Linked DNA regions of Hordeum vulgare: region 1 is linked to region 2. A link is a contact called in public Hi-C data. All regions are on one chromosome and are shown on one strand. The core of a region is the stretch at or near the end of the contact, and the rest is flanking DNA. Distances in the headings are between cores, read along the strand shown. Region 1 holds the start of LOC123449106 (ubiquitin-like). Region 2 holds the start of LOC123449104 (myosin-binding protein 2).

Region 1 (6,229 bases), core at 1,274-3,773, 320 kb after region 2:
AATATATTTACAAACTTTTAAAATGTTGGACTATTTCTTCTTTATCTTTTGGGGCTTTCCTGTGAAAGCAAGATGAATTTCGAGGAGTTCAATTTAATGTTAGTGCAGTTTCTTCCCTGGAAGAAAAAAGAAAGAATTGGTGCAGTGTCTCACGCCTATTGACTCAGTCTATTGCGCTCACTAAATATATCCATGTATGCTGGAGACACATGATCATATTTTTTGCCCGGTGCAACGCACGGGCATTTGTACTAGTGAGTAACTAACCAGGCTAGAAGGTGTATACATCCAACATTCCTACTTCGTAAAAACGATATCATTGCCCTATCAATGGTCCGGCATACCAAGCAGCGCAAAAGGCGCAAAATAACCAGACCAGCAGAAGATGCAAGATTGAAAACAACAAGAACAGCACATTGATAAATTAGACAAGTGCTCCCTCCAGCCAAAACAGCTAAGCTGTCATGTTACAATCATGTCTCGAGCATGCACCGGAACCATAAAACAAGTTTTCGAAAGAGACAGCGCTCAGCATCCAGCAGGAACATTACATTAAGATGCTTATTAAAACTCTGACACTTCTGGCAAGCTTAAACAGGTAGTCAACCGGTTGAACTGATCATTCATGGCACTTCATCAGTACCTGCACTTCTTCTTTGACCGCAGCTGAAAAGAATTGGTTGGAGAAGCAGTGCATTAGATCAAAGGCATGGCAAAAGACCAATGTGGGAACAAAACTTAACCTACATGTACTTATTTCTTTCAGCCGTCAGTATAAGAAGCAATATCGCGCACGGGAGTACAACACACACTGACAGTCTAAATCAGGCATAGCATAAAACCATTACGCATAGTAGGTTTGAGAAGCCCATTAAGATGATAGGTTAGTATCTAATGCTAGCTCATGTTGTGCTATCTTGGAGAACATAAATCATGTTGGGTTATCATCACTATGGATGAACACATGTATGATGGCATGATGCTACCTAGATATGGGGTAAAACAATTTGATTATTCGATCATAGGAGAAAGTCACACCTGGTTGCTGTGGCCACACTTCTTCTTGCGGCAACTCTTGGCCTTAGGAGGCAGGCGTGAGTAGCACCTACAAAACAAAATGGTGAAAAAGGTTAACTACAGCACAAGCACAGATATTTCCTGTGAACAACTTATCTTGTAAGCAAAGGTACGATGCAGATCATGCATGATCAACTAGGCACTTCAGGTACCAGATAGAAGTAATACAGTAAACAGTTACTACATTACACATCGTTCACAAAGAATGAGCACACTTATTGCAGGAAACAGTGATCTAAATCAGCAGTTTATACCGTAAGTGTGGGGATTTTCATGTATTGTGACTGGCCTAATTAACTATCGCAAGCCAATCAACCATCAAACCACTCAACCAGATTGAGAAGATGGAACATACAACAAGCAGTGGGAACTGATGAACCAACATGCATGTACATGGACAATTAGCATGCAGAAATCAGATGCCACCAGTGGGGACTGATGAACCAACAAACATGGCAGATGACACTAAAGATGCATCTTTTTTGTATCAACTCTCACATTTCAGCATCTGGACTGAAGGGACTGAAAACATAATGGTATCATAGTACTCACATAAATAAGTATTGCATCCCAATGGTTCTATCAATAACATTCCTTGGCTACTGACAATTAAAATAACCAATTCAGATATACTGCATACAGCACGAGGCCCAAAAAATTAATTACAGATATGCAAATCATGCCCTTCTATGCCTAGTGACTACACCACGCAAAGCAGCAATTTTTATCGAATGGGAGACGATTGGACATCCAGCATACATGCAAATCATACCCTTGCACGACTAAACACACAAAGCAACAACTTTTATCGAATGAGAGACTGTCGCACATGCAGGTATACCAACAAAAGCTAGCTAATTTGTTTGAGAAAGAAGGTGCAGGGGTTTATGCATTACTTGCGGCAGATGAGCTTGCCCTGGTTGTACTTCTGGGCGAGGGCCTTGAGGTTGGGCTCGATCAGGCAGGCGCCCCCGCGGAGGCGGAGCACGAGATGGATCGTGGACTCCTTCTGGATGTTGTAGTCGGCGAGGGTGCGGTCATCGTCCAGCTGCTTCCCGGCGAAGATGAGGCGCTGCTGGTCCGGGTGGATGCCTGCGACCGATCCACAACACATACACACCACAAAAGTAGATCAACGAAGGCCGATATCCAAAAAAAGACGGTGGATTCAACCTCGATGCTCATGGAAATGGAGGGCGACGGGGTAGGAAGAATGGTCCGTACCTTCCTTGTCCTGGATCTTGGCCTTGACGTTGTCGATGGTGTCGCTGCTCACGACCTCGAGGGTGATGGTCTTCCCCGTCAGCGTCTTCACGAAGATCTGCATCTCGTCGGCCCTCCGCTCCCGCCGCTTCGCCTTCCTCCTTCTCGAGCTCTCCGAACTGAAGGGGGGAGGGAGACGGTGATGGGTGGTTTGAACTCTGGAGGCGGCTGTGGGGACTGGGGAGGGGAGGGTAGGGTCGTCCTTATATAGCCGGCGGCCACGCCCACCCGCTGCGTGAGCTGGCGAAACCCTACCTGCCGGTGCCGGAGTTGCAGTCCGGCGCTCGCTCTAATGGTGGCGCGCCAATCGCAAATTTCATGCTGCGTGTGAGACCTTTACTAGTGCTAACCGCCCCGTTTACCGAGACGGTAATCGCTTGCCGTCACTAACGGCGACGTCTGTCCGCCTCGGCCCATATGGAAGGCCCAGCCCATACAGCTGTTCTGCGCCCAACTGGCAGTACGTCACGTCGCTTTGACCAGGGTTGCGGAGGAGAGGGGAGGCTTCTAGTCTAGAGACAAACCGATCGGACGGCTTGGGTGGGGCTGCTCGTAGATCGATGGTGCTCGATGCCAGATAGCTCTAGAGGCTTCTAGAGATACGACTATACGAAGGACAGATGCCTCCGCGTGTGCTTATGTGGTTCCGGTTGTATTCATGCAATCCCGCTTATAATCAAATCAGACATCACTATTTCCGTGGTTTGCAGGGCATTTGTTGCACATCCCACTTTGAGGATAATTTTTCGTTTTGAGGGATCATATTTCTTCTACTACGGAGTAGTAGACAGTGGCGTACCTAGCCGAGTAGGTTAGGGTGGGCCAAGTGCTGCTGTATACAATTTTTTTCTTTTGTTTTTTTTAACCTTCCTCTAATTGTATAAAATCACTTTTCAAATTTTAAGGTGAACCATGGTCCATCCCGAACACCTTCTACATCCGTCACTAGTAGATCCTCTATATCATATTTTTTTCTAATGATATCTTCCTCGTAGCATGGCCTCGTTGCCTCACTTTTTCCCCAACTAGAGCAAGTCTTAGGACAACTGAGCAATTGCTCGCCTATCACGGTATTGGTTGAATGGCTAGCGTGTCGTTTGATCTGACCACTACCGGCTAGAATGTCGACGATGTGCCTCCAAGCTTTCGCACATACCTTCTCAACCCATATTGCCCACTATCTTCACCGATTCATGTGTCCATCGATAATAATTCGTGTTGCCGTCGCCGCCCCCATTGAGTTCGAGTTCGCCGCCACCCATAATCCCAATCGCACCCCAAGCTCCCGCTCCGCCTCCTTGAGCCACCTCAACTAGTTTCATTCACCATCTAGGACGTCTTTCTCGGACTCCGTCGTCGCCATGGTGCGATAAGGCCAACACCTACAAGATGTTGATGCTCATGCAACGCACGAAGCTCGTCGCCGAGGAGTGAGAATACCATGAGCGTCGCTGGGCACACATCACAACCGGTGAGCCGTTGATCTCTTGGACATGAGCTCGGAAGAGGAATAAGACGACGGCGAAGAGCTGGCTCGGAGGAGTAATAAGAGGACGACGAAATGCACTCTTGGTCAATGCGCTTTTAATTAAACTAGCAAAATGGTCCGTGCGTTGCAGCGGGAGAAAAAAATGCATAATCTCCAATGGCAATAAGCACATTTTACTATAAACATGGATATTCACTATCATTCCCATTTTCGTGAAATCGTGAAAAATTTCTGAAAATAATGAACATTTTCTAAACTCGTGAACATATTTAAAATTGTGAACATTTTTCAAAATCACGAACATTTTTCTAAAATCATTAACATTTCGAATTCATGAACATTTTATATTATTTGCAAACATTTTTCTTGAACCGGCGAAAAATTCTAGAATTGACGAACAATCTTCTGGAAATTGGTGGAATAACTTTCAAAATTGGTGAACATTTTTGAAATGCATGATCTTTTCTGAATAAAAGAATATTTTATGAATCAGAAAACCATTTTAAAATTTATGAATATTTTCTTTTTTTTCAATTCATGAGCATTTTTTGAATTGGAAAATTTAAATCAATTTTATTAATATTTTTCAACACACTAACTTAAAAATTAAGAACATTTTTTGATTTTGCAAACATTTTTTTTTAAATTTCGAAACATTTTCTGCATGTACGAACATTTTTTAGAAATTGCAAGAATTTTCTGAATCCATAAATATTTATGAGTTATTAAACATTTTATTTCAAAATTCTTTTTTTTTGTTTTCATCATTTTTTAAATCTTGAAGTTATTTAAATAGCTAAAAGAATGCCGAGAAAGAAAAACGAAATTTAAAAAGCAGGTCTTCCATACATGGGTCAGCCCAAATTGGTGATGTATGTCGTCTCCTAGCACAGGGTGCAGTATAGGAGGTTCCTACATGGGCCGGCCTAGGCCGTGATTGTGTGTGTGAAACGTTTTTATATGACTTATATGTGGCATTGGTGGGTAATATTACACAATTTTGAGGACAATTTTGATGACGGACGACCAGAAGCAATATCTGCTTTATTATTAGGTAAAGATTAGAGTTATGAACAAAAAAGTTGTCTAGATATGTAACTACATGAACAAACTATACGATGCTAACAACAACACTAGCAAGCAAGCAAAGGATACACCACAATAAATACTTGCACAAAGTAAATGTGAGAAGTAACCACAAGTGGAACCGATGAAGATGATGGTGTGTTACCGAAGTTCCTTCCTTTGAGAGGAAGTATGTCTCCGTTGGAGCGGGATGGAGGCACATTGCTCCCCAATAAGCCACTAGGGCCGCCGTATTCTCCTCACACCCTCACACAATGTGCGATGTCATGATTCCACAAGTGGTACCCTTGAAGGGGACGACCGAACCTTGACAAACAAGGTTGGGGCAATCTTTACAAGTTAGTTGGAGGCTTCCAACACCTCCACGAAGCTTCATCATAATAGATTGTGGCTTCGAGGTGACCTCTTCCCTCTAGGGTGCTCAAATACCCAATAGTAACAAGATCCGCAAGGTAATAGTGGGGGAATCAAATTTCTCTTGATAGAAGTGTAGATCAAGGCTTTCTCCTCCAGGCAGTAGAGCATCAACAAATATCGATGGCTAGGGAGAGAGATCGAGCAAAAAATGAGCTTAGGAGCAACAAGGGAGCTTGGGTGAAAAGAGGTAAGTCAACTTGGGGAAGAAGACTAACTTATATAGAAGAGGGTGGATCCAACCATTATGCTCCTTCAGCCTATGCATAGGTGGTAGTACCGCTCGGGCGAGTGGTATTTCCGCTAGCACGGTAGATTCCAACGCAACATGCAACTGCTATTTTCTCTAGCATGGTATTTCCTCGGGCGGTGGTGTCGCGGAGCGGTACTACTGCTAGGTGTTGCAAGTGCGGGTGAAACCGCGGTAGTAGAGTAGGGCAGCACGGTACTTCTGCAGAGTGTGGTACTACTGCCCACTACTGTCGGTCTAGTACCGCTCGAAGGAGTGCACTTTCCAGAGAACCAAATATAAGCGGTACACCTTGCAAAGAAGGTATTGGTAGTACCCGCTAGGTTGGAGAGGTACTTCCGCTTAGTTATTGCGCCTACAATGGGAACTGTGGAAGTGGGGCAGTAGATCAAGCCGTAGAATCTCCCAAGCAGTACTACCGCATATTGCTAGCCTCTTTAGTATCGTGCATTGCCTTTTCTCACCTCAATAATTGGTGAAAACTTCGTCGGTGCATCCAAACCTCATGATATGATACACTTTATCACACATAAGCCTCCTTTATATCTTCCTCTAAGAAGCCACCATTCATACATATTATAGCATTTCCATATCCACTCCGAGACATATTGCCATGCAACTTCTATCATCATCATATACATGACTTTAGC
Region 2 (5,421 bases), core at 1,551-4,050:
GGACCGGTATCGTCGAATCATCGGCGTCTACAGGTGATGCACGGTCGAGGTTGTGGTCACCGACTGCGTCAAAGAGAGGCAGAAGGCTCTTTCCTCTGGAAACAAAAGCTCTGCCTTCAAACTTGGCCTTGTTGCCGGTGACACCATTCTCCGGCGAATGGGCACCGTGATCGTCTGAGGAATGGCCGGTGGCCGCATTGCTGTCGCCGATATCGTCGTCTTCCAGCGTGAAGAGCCTCTCCTCGAGTGCCTTGAGCTCCTCCAAGATGGACAGCCTCTCCATCTCCATGTACGTCAGGGAATCATCCAGCGCCACAAGATGACCGGTGTTCTCTTGATCCGCCCTTGGGCTAAGAGTAGCGTCCGGCAAGCTCCGAAGATCGCCGTCGCCGTTGGGAGACTCGCCCAGCTCGCACGAGTCATCATCTGAATGCCCGTCGCTGTCCTCGCCGCTGGACGAAACAGAGGTGCCATTGCCGTCGGGGCCATGGGCATTGTCCTTGAAGGCCGGCATCCTCCTCCTCTCCTTGTCCTCATAGTGCAGCACCTTCTGCCTGCACAGCTCCAGCTCCCTTTCCAGCTCCTGCTTCTCCCTCTCCCTCTTGGTGACCAGCTCCGTCAGCAGCTGCATCGCCTCCTGGTCGTACTCGGACTGCTCCTCCATCATCCTCTGGTACTGCAGCGCCTCCATCTGCATGGCGGCCTTCTCCTCCTGCAGCCGGTTGATCATGGCCATCGTCTGGTTGGTCGCGATGGCCGCGGCGTTCCTCTCTTCCTCGAGCTCGGCGTACATGGCGCTGAGCGTCTTTCGATCCGCTTGCAACGCGGATCTCAGCTGCTCGACGGTGGAAGGCTCGGCGCACTCGACCTCGCTCGACACGCTTCCATCCAAGGAAAGGGACAGCGACCGCTTCCTCTCGAGCAAGAACCTTTTGCCGGAGTTTTGGGCAGCAAAGCTGTAGGTGGGCGTCTCCGGTGCCCTGTCTTCGTCCTCCTCGTTCTGGTCATTCGATTGGTACTCAAATCTCCGGCTGGCCGTCACCTCATGCTCTGCTTCACTCGCTTCTGATCGAACATAAATATCAAATTAAAGTTGTGGACAGACAGAGTCACTGTGAAAGCATCTCAATGGGGGCAAGCAAAAGTAAAAGTGAGAGCACTCTGCATTCTGCAATGATTGTATCACCTTGCTCAGCTGGGGCTGTTTCATGGCGGATTTGCAGCGGTGATGTCCGGTCATCTGCGTATTCCAATGGAGAAAACAGCTCCTCTAGCGCCACCAGTTCTTGAAACGGAGCACCATGGCCGTCTTGCTCCTGCTCGCAGATATCGCTCCCGATTGACACCTCGCAGTTAGTCTCCACCTCTGCTGATTTGCTGCCATCTTCAGGAATTGCTTCGGTAGCTAGAAGTAGAACCAAACAAAAATCATGAGATGAGATGATGGGACAGTAATCGACTAGAGTAAAATTGAACGGGCCGAGAAGCAAATTACCTTGAGGCACAACAATATCTCCTTCATCGGTCCTGAAATCTCCAGTTTCGGCAGTATCTTCAAGAACCAGTTCATCATCTTGTGGAATGGAATTCTCAGGCATGGCAGGGGCCGTTGCAACCGAAGAAGCCAGCATCCTCTTCTCCTCCAGAACCACTGCGGCATCAAGATCACGCTCATCGTCTGCAGTACGATTCATGTCACCCTCCTCGGAGCCAGGGGCATCCGGATGCAAACTCGAATCGTCGGCAATTGTCATCTCATCAAGTGCCACAACCGGCACCAACCGATCGTCGTCGTCGGGCGTGATCTCTTCGCCCTGAGCCATGAACTCCATGGACTCGTCCTCCACGGCAGCCGCCTTAATCTCCCCTGTCTGCTCTTGGGCTTCCTCTTCGTTTTGCTGCTCTGGTTGTTCCACCTCTGTTTGCTCCTCTTCTTCCTCTTCGTGGTCTTCTTGATCCAGCAGAACGTAGCCCTGACCTTGTTCTTCTCCTTCTACGGCTGCCTTCTCGTGTTGTGCAGCAGGACCCTCCAGCTCGCGTGAGGAAGTGATCTGTACGAGAGCTTTGCAGCAAGAACACACCGCGGCGCCTGCCTCCTCTGCGTCGTTCATCATCTCTTTCTTCCAAGAAGAGAGGCAGCCCTCGCACATGTCGGCGGCGTCGGCGACGAGGCGGCGGTGGTGGAGGCAGTAGCCCATCCCGGAGATCTCCGCCGCGTGGGCGCCGCAGAGGAGGCCGCGCAGCCAGCGCGCGTCGCCCGCCGCCTGGTCGGCGCCGTCCTCCTCCTCCGCGCCGAAGAGGCGGTCGGCGCGGGAGCAGAGGAGGCAGGGCGGCCTGAGGCCGAAGTAGGCGGCGAAGCGGGCGACGGCGTGGGAGAGGAGCCCGTTGAGGAGCAGCAGCGCGATGAGGACCCACTCCAGCGCCGCGTAGGCCAGCGCGGACGTGACCCTGTGCGTCCGCCTGTGGAGCGCCGCCGCGTACCTGGACGTCGGCGACGCCGCCGCCATGGCCCCTTCGCGCGCGCGCTCCCGCCCGGCCTGATCCCTACTGCCGCCGCGGCATGAAAACCGCGATCTTGGCGGCGTGCGTGCGTGCGTGCGTGCGTGGGAAATGGAGTCGGAATCGGGCTGCCTGCCAAGCGAGACCGAGGGAAGAAAGAAAGAATCTGGTTGCGGGTGGCTGGACGAGTCGTGTGTTGAAGCTTCCTCTGCTCTCACCTTTTGTGCGGGGGAAGAAAGGCCGGGGCGGCCATTGGATTGGACCCCATGAGAGCGAGGGAGCGAGCAGGAGCACGCTTTGGGTTGATTTTTTTTGTTTGTCTATCCGCGTTTGAATGTAGGGGAGGACGGACGAGGTTGGAATTCTTCCGGCTCGTGGCTGTGGCCGGCCAGCCACCCAGTGTGTACGTGCCTGCGTTACTTACTGGGAAGATGGACGAGATGCTGCACCCACCGGACGAGACTTGCGTTGCGTAGTGAGTGCCGAGCACGACACCGCGAGGCGCGCAATCCGGCGGATCGGTCTCGCTCTCGGTTGGCGGTCAAACATATGGCAAGACAGATTTTAGTCTGTCGTCAGTTTCAGTTTCAACTTTCAAGCCCCACCATTACAAAATAGTAGTAGAAGTATATATGAGACATTTCGGCAGCAGCAGCAGTAGAAACGGACGCACGTATGGATGGACAACAAGACGTGCCATGCATGCTGTATCGTGTAGGAATTCCGCATCCCCTGTATCGTGTGGAGGCCGTAGCCGGGCCCCGTGGACACAACACGTACGTCCTTCTCAGCGCAGCCACGGGCTTTCAAGTTTTGAGTTGGCTGGGCAGGGGAGTAGTGATGCGTTTGACATGATCCAGCATGTCACTATCCATGTATCGGCGAGAAAACGAGGTCTGGAGGCGGTGGCTGCTCTACGGCTCCAGGGGAGCAGGGTTGGATAATTGGGTGGGAGTTGATTGCGCGGCAGCGCCCACCCGCGACCGACCTGACCCCGCGCTCGTCCTGCATGCGGGCGGGCGGGTATGCAGCTCCCTTTGCCTTTGATGCCCCGGCTCCCAACTTTGGTTCGTCCGCCAGCCCGGTACATGGCCATACGCCCCCACCCGCCACCGAGCCGTTGTCTTTTCTTTTTCAAAGGAGCCAGAAATGAAAAAAGTCCATTTTAAACCTTGAACTGGTAGGGCTTCGGCGAATCAAGTCCGAACTTAAAATCCCTGCCGTTTGTACTCTAAACTCTTAGATCCCGGTCTAAATCAAACCTTGGTAGCGTTTTAGAGGTAAACACGTTCACGTGGTCATGATTCTTTATGTCTTGTGGGCTAGGATGCGTTATAACCACCACGTGCGGTGAGAGACGAGACCACAACAAAGAAATTGGGGATTTTGGATTGGGAGAAGTAGGGTTAGGGGCGGCGGCGACGGATCATGAGCGGCGCGGCGGCGGAGCACATTGCGCACGGCGACGGCTGATCTGTCCTAGGGAATATCGTGGTCATCAGGTCATTCTGTTGTTGCTGCTCATGGCTTCCGTCGAGCCGCAGGAAGGAGAGGGGAGGAGTTGAGGTCGCCGGTGCCCTACAGGGAGAGCCCGATGGCTTACGAGCCGGCGAAGCTTTGCTGGTGCAATCCTCGTCGGAAGGCACCAAGATGGATTTCCTAGAGCATTCCTAACCCAGGTAGGAGGTACTACGCCTGCGTCGATGCCATGGTGAGTTTGATTTTGATGTTGTTTCTGTTCATTTGTTCTCCTCCCCACTGATTCGTTTCTGTTACTACAAATGAACAGCATGGTGGTTGTGGATTTGTTGAATGGCATGATGATCCATTGTCGAAGTATTGAGTGATCTGATTAGAGATCTGCGAGATGAAGTGCGTAGGCTGAGAGGTGGAGGGAATGATTCTCGGTTTGAAGATGTCACTCCATTTGTGGTTGTGCCTGAAGCTCAAATTGGAAGCAAGGTGTTGGCTATGTCTCTGCAAGATCAGCTGAAAGAGAAGAATGCAGAGATAGATGCACTCAAGGGGAAATATTACAATGTTGTCTTTGTTTTTGCTATCTTTGTGGTAGGTTTAGTGGTAGGGGAAATGCTACTGCAGTAAGATTGTAAGCTGACAGTTGAATGCAATGTAGTAGTGCTCTTTTGGCAAGTTAAGTCTATTCCAAACCCTCGCTGCAAATGCTACTGCTGTATATACTGACATTTGTATCCAAGTTAATGTTTGCACTGAGTGAAATAGCAGGGAAATTTGCACTAATTACTGATATATCAACTCCATCCAACACTGACATTTAGTTATCATCCAGCACTGCCATTTAGTAGGTTTTGGCCATTACAAAAGATATGTTGCAATATCAACATTACATCAGAAATGTTTGAAACATTGCAACGTCAACAAAAGTACTAGAAATGATCAACTTTGATCAATGACTAGTAGTTTCCACTGCAGGTGAAATACTGATAGGTTGGCATTGTCTCAGCAGCCCTTCTTCTGCCCCTTTTAGCTCTAGATCTTGACCCGCTTGTAGTAGATGCTCCAGGATTTGCAGATGCACCAGATGAGCCAGGTGCAGCAGATGAGCCAGGTGCGGACCTCTTTCTTGGAGGTTTAAACCTGTTGGTTCTTGGAGGATTTGCAGATGCACCAGATGCAGCAGTTGAGCCAGGTGCAACAGTTGCTGGTGGAACTTGAGGTTCTGATGCAAATGTTCCTTTGGTTTGCTGCCATTTTTTGCAAGTTAGGACCAGCGTGAAGAAACTACTTTAAATGTAGTAAGGAGATGAACAAGAAAATACCTCAGCTCGATTCTTTTTCTTAGAAAGATGTGCATTCTTCTTCTTGCCTCTCTCTGGATTTTGCTTACAGCTTGACTTGTTGTGTCCAGTATCACCACACAATGAGCATTTGATAATTGTGCCA

What was found. Hi-C and Micro-C count contacts between places; a contact is called where the count stands out from the background.
Region 1: a Hi-C map of leaf shows a contact between it and region 2, with 2.1 times the contacts expected there. The contact joins the promoter of LOC123449106 here to the promoter of LOC123449104 in region 2. A contact is called at or near these places in 5 of 6 Hi-C or Micro-C datasets (leaf, seedling and an unstated tissue) and 1 of 1 datasets of contacts at active chromatin or transcription factors (embryo).

The regions. Positions count from the first base shown.
Region 1 is chr4H:492,609,415-492,615,643 of MorexV3_pseudomolecules_assembly, forward strand. LOC123449106 (ubiquitin-like) reads right to left here and starts at 2,524. Exons shown (of 4, transcript XM_045126194.1): 1 at 2,302-2,524; 2 at 1,974-2,169; 3 at 1,039-1,105; 4 at 394-666. The coding sequence starts at 2,404. The coding sequence ends at 637.
Region 2 is chr4H:492,293,824-492,299,244 of MorexV3_pseudomolecules_assembly, forward strand. It overlaps LOC123449104 (myosin-binding protein 2), which reads right to left and starts at 2,801. Exons shown (of 4, transcript XM_045126191.1): 1 at 1,496-2,801; 2 at 1,187-1,405; 3 at 1-1,062. The coding sequence starts at 2,507.